Linked DNA regions of Anas platyrhynchos: regions 1 and 2 are each linked to region 3. Evidence: chromatin contacts called from public Hi-C data. All regions are on one chromosome and are shown on one strand. The core of a region is the stretch at or near the end of the contact, and the rest is flanking DNA. Distances in the headings are between cores, read along the strand shown. Region 1 has its middle 41 kb from the start of BACH2. Region 2 has its middle 77 kb from the start of MAP3K7. Region 3 overlaps BACH2 (BTB domain and CNC homolog 2).

Region 1 (3,879 bases), core at 199-2,698, 160 kb after region 3:
GCGATCCGGCAGCGCCTGAAGCCCGGCACCCGCCGCCTTACAAAAATAGCCTGCTCCACAAAAGGCGAGGCATGATTTCACACTTAGCCTCGCTCACGACAGCCAGCGTCTTCGCAGCTCGCCGCCTTGCCTACACGCTACGCCTTTAATGATCCAAGAAACTGCTAGCGGAGTTCACATCTCTCTCCCTGAACCTATAAAAAAAATACAAAATAAAAGGGGAAAAGGGGGGAAAAGGGGGGGGGGGCCACGCTCCCAGCTCCGCGTGTGCCCCGCGCTGCAGGTGGAGGGAGCCACGGGGCTGGGTGTCCCGCACATACAAGACACCCACGGGTACCCACAGGTGTATATACGTACCCACACACACCTATACGTACCCAGGCACCTCTGTACCCACAGATCACACACACAAACACACACGCTCGTGTACCGCCCGTTACGCAACGCGCCTTCCCCTCTCCCCAACCCCAGCGCTCCCCACCCCGCAGCCCCCCAGGAGCAAGGGGGGAGGAAGAGCCAAGGTAGGGGGGCACACGCACAGCCCCCCCTGCTCCCCCTTTTTGCAGCCTGCCCCCAAATTTACCCCCTCCTCCCTTTCCTCCCCCCCCTTTCCCTTCAGGCGGGGACGGGCGCACTCACCTCGCCTCCGCGCAACTTTCGGGGGTCCCCGCTCGCCGCAGCCGGGTTTGTGATTTTGGGGGGGAGGAGGATTTTAGGAAAAGGGGGAGGGGGGTTTTAGGAAAAGAGGGGGCTGTCGTGGCTGGGGGGGCGGGCTGGGGAAGGAGGGGGGGGGTTGTTGCAGCTGTTGTTGTTGTCGTTTCGGGGGTTGTGGTTAATATTGCCGTGCGCTCACCGAGCTACAGCCTAACCCCCCCCTCCCTCCCTCCCACCCCCCCAAAAAATAAAATAAAAATAAAAATAAAATAAAATAAAGGAGGGGGGAGCAAAAAAAAAAAAAAAAAAATCCCCGAGCCAGGCGCTCATCACATGGCGATTGCTTTGAACCAGCTGCTCGCGGAGCCGTGCGGAGAAAAATAAAAAAGGGGGGGGAAGGAGGGAGGGAAGGGGAAGGAGAGGGAGGGGAGGGGGGGGAGCAGCAGCGGCGGCGGCGGCAGCAGCAGCGGCTGCCGGAGAGGCACCGGCGGCAGCGCGGAGGCTGTCGGCGAGGAGGAGGAGGAGGAGGATGAAGAGGAGGAGGAGGAGGTGGAGGAAGGCGGCGCTGCTGCTGCTGCTGCTGCTGCCGCCCCGCTCTGCCCGCGCCCCGCCGCTGCCGCCGCCGCCGCCGCCGCCGCGCGCTCCCCGTCCCCGTCCCCGTCCCCGTCCCGGCGCCGCCCCCGCCCCGGCCCCGGCCCCTCTCAATCGCCGCATTGTTGACATTCGCGGGCTGACGTCACCGCCGCCCCGCCCCGCCCCGCCGCGGCTGCTCCCATTCACAACAAGGGGGCTTACGCCAACGGCGCAGCGCCCGCCCCGCCCCGCCCCGCTCCTTGCCCCGCCGCTACGCACCGCGGGCTGCGCGCGGGAGCTCCGCGAATAGCGGCCGGCGGGGACACCCCGCCTCAACACCCCCCCCTCCCCTCCTCCGGGCGGAGGCGCATGCGCAGTGCGCTCTGCCCCCCCCCCCCCCCATTGCCTGTCAGTGTGTGTGTGTGTGTATGTGCGTGTGTGCCGCCGGACCCCGCGCGGGGGGCTGCCGCGGGGGGCTCTGGGAGTTGTAGTCCGCCGCCATGTCTGGCGAGGCCCCCTCCCCTCTCAGGGGCAATCCCATGGTGGGAAACGAAGCCAAAAAGGCACGAAACACACCCCGGCCAGCCCGGGGTGCCCCCCACAGCCCCTACCCAGCAGCAGGGCCCGCAGGACCCCCAGTGTAAAATGATCTGGGACACCCCGAGCCTGAGGTGGGCAAGGAGCCCTGGGGGCTGCTGCTAAACAGCGAGGTTAAAAAGCAAACAAACAAACAAACAAAGACAAGTGGTGCACAACAAAAACATTTCTGGAGACATCTGTCCTTAAAAGGTGTCGGGCAACGGAATGGTTGCGTTAGCCTGGGTCTTGAAGAAGCAGCCAGTGAAGGGTGATGGAGAGCTGCTCAGGAATTGACACCCGCACGCCTTATTTTTTCCCGTGTTTGTGTCAGCTCTCGCCGTGTGTTTGCATCCCGTTCCCCCCTTTCATACACAGGCAGGTGACACGGAATGTTTTCTGTATCCTCTCCGAGGGAGGAGCAGTTCCTGTGGCATTTGTTGTGCCAATGCCTCCTGAAATTGCAGCTACCTGCCCGAGACTACCTGCGTTCTTCAAAGTCTGCCTAATTACACAAAAGTATGCAAAGACTGCGTCAACACAAAATCAACTCTTCATATGTCCCGTCAAACACATTGCCACTTTTCAAAAGCACGGGTCTCCCCCGGCTTGCACTTTATGTGGCTGCCCGCTTGTGTAAAGTGAAAAGCCTTCCCGTTTGGTAGCATTTTACCCCCACTTTTCATAGCTACCCATGGCTGGAGAGTAGCACCCCGCTGCAGACTTTGACTCATAAACATAAATGTCCTTTTCCAAGTGACGTTCGTATAAAGCGTTGCTCGCAAGAGCCACTTCGGTTCTGGTTCTGCAGACATATGTAGTGTTGAGACACGTGAAAAGCCCCACAGTGTACTTGTCGTGTGTTTGAGCACTAGCAAGGCTGAGTCTCCTTGTTGCCTTGTTTTTCCTAGAGACACGAAAATAACTTTGTATTGGCATGAGAGATAAAAATACTATATTCAGAAAGGCTCAGATAAAAATAAGTCATGCAGCATTTGTAATGCTTTAGCTAGTGCTTTACATGCCCATTATGTCACCGCACTCAAAGTGCACACGCTCTGGTATTTACAACACGCTACACAGGATCCAGCCCCAGGTATGTCAAAGCTGGTCAAACAGTAAACTCAGCAAAAAATAAATAAAAATTGCATAAACCTCTGCCCATAGCACACATTCCTGAAAAGCACGGTAATTGCCATTCATCTTCCTGGCTGTCATTTTGAAATGAATGTTACTGTTTGACTTAAAATGAGCTTAAAGTGGAAACTTGTCCCTTTTAGATCTTACAGTTCTTTTTACTCTGTGATACAATTTCCAGTGTTTTCAGTGTGAACCAGATCAGGCTGCTACAGGACAGAAATCGGCACAGAGGAATCAAAACCAGAGCCAAAATGGAATTGGGCAGATCAGCATTTTGAAATCTCACCAAGCACCTGTATCTAGCTTTTGGTACATAAATACTGTTAATAATTTTGTGACCATTTCTTAACGGAAGACACCGTTCAGATTCCTGTACATCATTCAGATCATGATTTTATTATACAGTCTGTTGGGTCTGTAGGTTTTACATGAGAGAACTGAGGTAGTACTGACAGAGTTGATTTTCAAAGATAAAAGGAACTTTACACTAACTGAGCAAGACCTACCATTTTAAAATGCTGTTCTTATATCCTGCATGTTACGTTTTCATGCATTTGCTTCCTAATACACCCCCAAACTGCTTATATTCCAGTAGCACATCCAGTCTGATCGTGTTTCAGTTGCAATCAACTATCTTCACACCTCAATTTTTGTATATGTAACTATTTCTGGACCATTTTTCTTGAAGTACAGCCAAACATATTCCAGACAAATACGAGTTTTTTGAAGAGATGTCTTATATGATCTCTCAAAATGATCACCAATTTGTTGAGCAATGATGACAAAATGAGGTGAGAGTAAATGTGGAGAAGTGCAACGTAGAAGTTATCCCAGGAAGACTTCAGGGAAAATTCACCGAGAATGCCGTAATGCCGTCCTCAAGAAAAGGCTGCCTTGATACATTTTACAGCCGGCTTCAGCTCAACTTTATGGATG
Region 2 (3,745 bases), core at 164-2,663, 220 kb after region 3:
AGGTTAGGCAAGGAAAGAAGAACACATTCTCATGGGCCTTGAGCCACACAGTGTCTTGTTTGAGTCAGCCTGAAGGCCCCTGTCCCAGCCTCCATGTGTTTGGCAATGGCTTTTCATGCGTGACCCTCTCAGAAATCACCAGGTTCCAGCTTGCCACAATCCAGTGAACATCTTAACTAGTTTCTTCTCTGCACATAGTTTTCAGTAGTTTGACTAACAATTGCAGTGTGATGCCCAGTCCACCATGTGAGAGGCTGGTAAGGATCATTCAGGTTCTCCTGATTTTTTTTTTTATTTTTTTTTTTTACTCACAGCCTTTATGCAGCTGGGAGTCGTACCCTGAACTTTCAGAAAACATTTGTTTTTGCTTCTGAGTTCATGCTGCAGAGCATGACTGATGCATTGCAGAGCCCTGTAGAAGCAGTTGGGGCCTCCTGCAGGATCATCATCGTGTTTTGTTTACTTCAAGGATCTGGCGCAGTTGTTTCCTCCGACTGGGGCTAACGAGTGGGTCCTGTTTACTCTTTCCAGAAATGCAAGAAAAGACGATGTGCCTTTGTGAGGTAGTGTGTCCAAGAAGAAAAACGCTTGGTGTGTCCTACCACTGAAGAAACTACAGCTACTGCTCAGGATCTCTGCAAGCAGGCTGTGAGCCCTGCTTGTTCCTTAGCATATTCAAAATGACCACTGTGTTAGCAAGACATTATTTGAATAGCAGACAACTGTGGAAACATTTGGCAAGAAAACATGTGAGAGATAACAAAGCAATTGCAATCTTTGGCTGCCACAAAGCGGATTGTTTGAAAATCCTGCCCAGAAAGTTCTGAGGGGAAAATGTTACGTGTGGTGCCCCAGATTATTTTATACGAGACATTAACATTTTTGCTGGTTATGACTATCACTTTTCCCATGCTACTGACAGTGCCCTGAACCGATACAAGGGCAAAAATAAATTGTCTTGCCCAGACCTTGTAACTGTGAAAAAGCACGCCCTATTCCCCGAAGCAAAAGCGGTTGAATGATCTACTCTAAGAAACATGACTCCAAGTATTTAGTGGCAGCCATCTCAGATCACTGTTGTGCAGCCTCAATAAAAATTTGAGAGGTGGGTGGAAAGCAACTGAGAGCACTATGAATGAGAATGGTTAGTCCTAAACCTGTGCTAAGGCTAACAGCCAAAGAATAAAGGAGCTGGTGAGGGGGAACACGTTGTTCTCATTATCTGCCAGTGGTTGCACATCTGCACTAAAAGACAACAAAAGGGCATTTTTTTTTGTACAATTGTACATTGTGTAATAAGATAAGAATAAAACTAATTCACATTTATCTAGAATTTCTCAGAATGGTTGTAGTCCCTGTAGACATAGCTGACTATAAAATGTGAAAGTCTGAGTCTCACCAGCAGATTGTACGTGGCAGAGAAACTAATCTGATGTAATAGAAATGTTTACAAGCTCAGTGACCCTTCTCCCTCCACCCTCCTCCACTTTAAAAAGCCACGTAAGGCCATGGATCAAAGCAATGAAGTGGCAGCATGCTGAACACTGAAACAATAACAGCCCTGACTTCCTCAGACGTCAATAGTGCAAGTTACTGGAGGATTTTTGCATTCACTGAAGAAGGTAATATAATCATATGCATCAAAGACTGAAAGTGGAGCTATAATGCCACCACCTCTTATCACTAAAATATTGCTAAACATGATTAAACATGGTTCAGTGGAAATATCAGAAGCTGACTACCCAGTGGGATCAAAAAAAACAGCAAACAGTTCAGAAATGTGTACTCAGTTAATGCTTACCAGATGCAATCAATTTAGAGTAATAGTCAGTTCCAGTCTTTAATTCATATCTTTATGAAATGAGTACAGATACACTCCTCTTATGTCTAACAGATTTCCTGCCTCTATTTTTTTTTTTTTTTTTGGTCTTTTCCAAGCAACATACCACCTTGTGTTACTTGAACTCTGTCCCTCCCTAAGAAAGCTGGAGGTCCCTTACAGATAACAAACCTGCTATTGGTTCCTGAGCAGATCTCAGGTTTGGTAAGGGTAAATGTGATGACACTATGCATTTAGGGTTTTGCAATACACGTGACTTCACTGCGCATGACACTGTGAAAATAAATGAGAAGTGCAAAGTCAAAAGAGCTCATAATAATCAGATTAAATGTTGCTTGTAAATGAGATTTTATCACCCTGGGGGATGTTCCTTGCAGGGTCCCACAGGATTCCTTTCTGGTCTTTGTGGAAAATCTGCAGAAAAACAGAAAAAAATGTTGAAGAATTGTGAATGATAGGTTAGATAGAAAAATTGATCTGGATTACTTGTTAAAGGAAGGTCAGTTTAATGGTATCCATTTTGACAGCCAAATGAAAATCCGTAAAGCTAGGGACAAATAAAATCAGCTTTCCTACAGGAATGGGAGCTCTGTTTTAGAAAGTGGTGGTTTAGTGAAGGATTTAGGTGAAGTGGCTAGTAATCAATCCTATAGGCACTCTCAGGATAGTTCATAGCATAAAGGCCAATTTGGATCTCAAAGAAGAGCAGTGATATATTTAGCTGCCCTACTCAAGTGCTAGAGAAAGCTCAGATGAAAGCAACAAGACTGATCAGAAGTTTAGAAAATGTCAAGTTGGGGGGAAAAACTGAGCCATGAGAATGTGTCTAGTCTGAAAAAGACAAGACAACAACTTTCAAACACATAAAAGGTAGTAGCAACAGAGACTGTAACAAAGTCTTGTCCATACCTTCTGGTGATAACACAAGAAGTAACGAGCTTAAATTGCACCAAGGAAGATTTATGCTATCCGTCAGGAACATTTTCTAGTGACAGACAACCGAGCACTGGAACATATTGCAGGTTACCACAGGATTAAGAGCTGTTTGGGCCAGTGGTTTCCAATCTTTCTTTTGTACCTAATCTCAACTCAGAAAACTGGCAGCATTCTCCCTCCCATTGTTAAGTGGTAAAATTGTTTTGTCTTAAAACAAAGAGCCTTAAAGGCTTTTGAGTACTGGAAATAATAGTGATGATGATGATGACACACACAAAAGACATTGCATAGGGAATTCACCAGCTTGATTAAAAACAAATGGAAAGTTAGCTTGGGAGGTAGCCACGTTTCAGAATGGCCTTTAAGAGCAGGAAAATACTCGAAAGCTGGCTGGGGTGCACAGAGCAGACGTGGTGGTAGAGACTGTGGGGCTGTGCAAGAGGAGTCATTGCAGACAGCTGCAATGAATCAGTCTTAAAGTAAGCAAGACATAACTGGGTTTGGGGATGAGTGGAAATGAAGGGAAACTGAGGACTCGGGGGGTGCCCATGGGGTTACTGGCAGGCCATAGGGCTGTGAGCAGAGAGGGCCAAGGTGAGAAACATAAGAATCAGGCAAAGGGCACAAATCAGGGCATGGCTGACCCAGTCTCAGGGTGATGATAATCAAGGAGATCTCTTTATGAATGCAAATAGCTACTGAGCAATCTTTGTCAGATATATTGCACTTGCCAGCCAAAAAGTGATGCAGAGCTGCTGACAAAAAAAAAGGGGGGGGAGGGGGGGGGAAGGGGGGGCATATTTCTGTTTTCTGTTTCTTGTGTTGCTTAAACTGTCTGAAGCCTAAGGAAATGTACACTGAAGTAGATTTGCTCATGAAATCAGGAAGGCCCTGCTCTGCTGACCATCGAGGGGTTGTGTGGATGGTGCCCTCAGGTATTCATTTCCCAGGAGCCTAAGGATATGCCCT
Region 3 (3,488 bases), core at 42-2,541:
CATTATTCCTATCTCAACCCATTTCTATGGCAGCACTTATATGAAACTGACTGGCTACAGGAAAACCAGCTAGAGAAAAGATAACATGTACACACAAAGCAATGCCCCACAGACAAGAAGAGATCAGAAAACATCTCAGCTCTTCAGAGGCTTGCTTCCCTTATCTTTCAAGTCGAGCCAGGAGAGGACTTCTCCTGTGCACTTGAAGCATGCCCCCTCCCCCAAAAAGTTAAGCCTAAGCAGGCATCATTTTATTTTGTTTTGCACTTGCCACTGGCTGGTCTTGCATGCACTGGCCCTGTACACCTAGTGCCCGGGGGACACAATTACTCAGATTAGTGCTTCACCTGGGTGAGGTGAAGGACAAGACCATGCAAAACTCTCCAGTCCTTTATCTGCCAGTTGTCTTGCAGACTGAGCTAGACGAGCCAGGGGATGTGTTTCCTATGTCCGTACCCTCATGAGCTCATGATCCTGAGAAACGGGATGGAAATAATGCAGTGATATAATCACCATCAAGAGAGTGGTTAATCAGCATTAGCCATATTGAATTTACCGGCAAAATCCAGACAGCAGCCTCGTAGAAAACAAGCATACAAAACCTGGTTTAGTTCAGTCTGACACTGCTTTCTCCTTACAGAGTCCTGTGGAGTGTGATGCTCTGTTTAGTTCTAATCGATTTAAGCGACCAGACTTCCACTACTTCCTTTGGGAGATTATTGCCAGACCCTACTTAAAACCTCCCTGTGAGGAAATCTTCCTTCCCTTATTTTCCTCCATCACTTCTCATTATATGTCCTTTATGCATTCCGGGTAATGCTTCTTCTTTCTGGGGAAAAAAGTTGCAGAGCTGTTACACTTCTTGCTTTCCCTTCTTCTTTGGTTGGTATTAAATAGTTTAAGAAAAACTGCCTAATTCAAGGAAAATAATACCGATCACTGTCACACAGAATAGGATGCTTGGATGGCAGTCAGCAATAAGAAACACTAGTAAGGATGTCGGCATTGCAGATACAAATATAGAGCACTTTTTGCACAGCATTTTCCTAGTACTGGGCATGCACTGTTCTAAAATTAGGAGGACGGTTAGCTCACTTCTACGTTAGGAATGTCATATTTTTTTGCAAGGGATTTCTAGGACAGGAATTCTTTTTTTAAGTGCGGTTGTATGCATGCCCACCCACGCTCGCCACGTGAGAGCCACACTGCACGTGAACCCTCTCGGGCTCCCCCTTGCACCCAAGTCTCCTAGATGACGGCCGATGGAGCACGCCGTGAAAGCCTCCGCCTTGTTTTGAACACATGGGACACGGCCTCGGAGCGCATGCAGGGCTCTGACATTTCTGCGAATGGGCTGGACTTGCTGTGTGCTGCAGAGTTCATTAGTGCATGCTCATTAGCCGACTGCCCAGACTGCCAGATGTCTCAAAATCCCAGACAAACAGACAAAACCCTCCAATTCTGCACAGACAACATTTCTGATGGGGAGGGGGGAGAAAAAAAGGTTGCTTCCAAGAGAAACATGGATGTCTGGTAACTCTGCTCTGAAGGGCATTTGTATGAAATGCTACATCTGGATCGGGGAAGGTCAACCCCAGCAAAATGCCAGCAAATCTGAGTTCAATTTAAAGAGGGGAAAAGTGATTAAGGGCAAGGAAAGATCACTGTAAACACGTAGGAATGTACAACTTGGCAAGACAATATCTGAAATGGAGCACGATAATGTTTACAGTAATCTGATGCACACTAACATCGAGAACAGAGAGCTGTCTGGTTTGCTCCGGGATGGCATTGCTGACTGCAGTGAGAAGAAAATGAAGAAGTGGAAATGTCGGGATCTTTCCCTGACTCAAAACCTTCCAGTGAATTTAGTGGGATCTTGGAATGCTTTCCAGGAAAGAGGATGGATTCTTTACGACTGAGTAAAAGCAAAGCAAAGCTAACAAAGCACAGCCTTGTTCTTGTGAGGTGGGCTTTCACAATTCGGTATGCCTTTCCCAGCACTAGTTTCTGTGTTCGCGAGGGCATACTGCCAGTGATCTTCTAGAAAACAGCATCAAAGTTGAACAGCAAAAAAGTTAAAATTGCTCCTTTTAAAGTAAAGAATATTTGGGGCGCTTTCAAAGAACAGGCCCATTGGTGGTGGGGCAGGAGGGCAGGGTTTGCCTCACCCCTCCGGGATATGATGAGATCTGCAGAAAATGCGTTGCTCAATCCCACCAGATTGGGGTGAATTGGATGGTCAGAGCTTCAGCTGCACTGAGAACACACGAGCCCTGACAGCAGCACGCGCGCAGATTATCATCTCTGTGCATTTCAGTCGTCTTGTTGCAATCAATAGGAGTGCTGATGGGCTTTCTGCGAAGCACGCGAGCTGCTTGTAGGATTATGGATTACATTCTCAGTATTTTGATTTTCAGGTTAAATTTATCATCAGGCACCTAAAAACAGTTAGAAAGCTCTCATCTTGAATCTCCAGACATCGATTTAATTATTAAGCCATTTCGTGGGGAAGGAAGAAACGAAAATTGAATCAAACCTCACATGCTGAATATCAAATCCCAAACTGAATATTAATTTAAAACAATTGGATGGAAACATACGAGAAACGCGACCATTTCTCGTGGAAGCAGCAAGCGATCCATCAGTCGCACGGTGCTTTGTAGCAGGCCTGTCGTGGTGCCCATTTTGTTGACGATTTACCATCGCTAGTGCAGTCTGAAGGCATCTGTGTGAACCGCTTAAACCCACCTCAGCCCTCAAGTTTGACTCGTAAGCCCGAGGACGCAGAAAACAAACTACGAGCTGTCTCACTCGGCCAGCGTGTTCCTAACACTACAACTTATATAACCAAACACATGCTAGAAATAGGAGATAAGATTAGTGACAGTTCACTGCTGCTATTTTTCGTTCCACAGCCTGAAGAAGGTCTCAGGGATTAAACATTAACTCTAATCTTATTTGCTAAAATTAGCGCACGCTATATTCTTTTTCTTTTTTTTTTTTTTTTTCTTTTGCGGCCAATTGCAAGTATAGCACATAAGTTATTTTCAGCGTGTAATCTGATAACTAGAATCAGTCACCAAGCTGTTATTCCATTAAGAGTTAAGAGACTTCCCGGTTATTTACTTGGTTATTTTTACTTGGGATGGTGGAACCTGGCAGGGCCTGTTTTTCCTAGCTTAGGGTTACTTGGTTTCGGAGAACTGCTTGAAAGATGTAAATACGTAGCCAGGTCGGTCGCATGCGCAAAATACACGGTGCTAGACGTCCCTATTTGTCTCTCTGTATGCACACAGTAAGAAATTGTTTGAAAACCATGATCCTTTACACACTGTGGGAACACAGAGACTTTCCTACAGCAGTGCCACGGCAGGATTTCTCTGCCTTTCTCCCCTCTTCAGCTTAACAGCGCTCAAACGTGCTCTCACCAGCAGCGTCCAGATGCGTTTTCCCTATCCACTCATAAAACTGGGAAGCTCCTAAAA

The links. Hi-C and Micro-C count contacts between places; a contact is called where the count stands out from the background.
Region 1: a contact with region 3 is called in a Hi-C map of subcutaneous adipose tissue, with 2.2 times the contacts expected there. The contact joins two enhancer-like sites. A contact is called at or near these places in 4 of 8 Hi-C or Micro-C datasets (liver, skeletal muscle and subcutaneous adipose tissue).
Region 2: a contact with region 3 is called in a Hi-C map of subcutaneous adipose tissue, with 1.6 times the contacts expected there. The contact joins two enhancer-like sites. A contact is called at or near these places in 3 of 8 Hi-C or Micro-C datasets (F1 follicle, skeletal muscle and subcutaneous adipose tissue).

What each region holds. Positions count from the first base shown.
Region 1 is chr3:82,096,825-82,100,703 of IASCAAS_PekinDuck_T2T, reverse strand. No RefSeq gene overlaps it. Among named protein-coding and RNA genes, the nearest start is that of BACH2, 41 kb to the left of the region's middle. Within about 2 kb of position 1,448, at least 5 of the 8 cell types and tissues checked have an H3K27ac peak or open chromatin away from gene starts, as enhancers often do. A contact at or near this core is called in subcutaneous adipose tissue, where this site is marked.
Region 2 is chr3:82,034,244-82,037,988 of IASCAAS_PekinDuck_T2T, reverse strand. No RefSeq gene overlaps it. Among named protein-coding and RNA genes, the nearest start is that of MAP3K7, 77 kb to the right of the region's middle. Within about 2 kb of position 1,413, at least 4 of the 8 cell types and tissues checked have an H3K27ac peak or open chromatin away from gene starts, as enhancers often do. A contact at or near this core is called in subcutaneous adipose tissue, where this site is marked.
Region 3 is chr3:82,258,869-82,262,356 of IASCAAS_PekinDuck_T2T, reverse strand. All of the region lies in intron 4 of BACH2 (BTB domain and CNC homolog 2), which reads right to left. Among named protein-coding and RNA genes, the nearest start is that of GJA10, 34 kb to the left of the region's middle. Within about 2 kb of position 1,291, at least 1 of the 8 cell types and tissues checked has an H3K27ac peak or open chromatin away from gene starts, as enhancers often do. A contact at or near this core is called in subcutaneous adipose tissue, where this site is marked.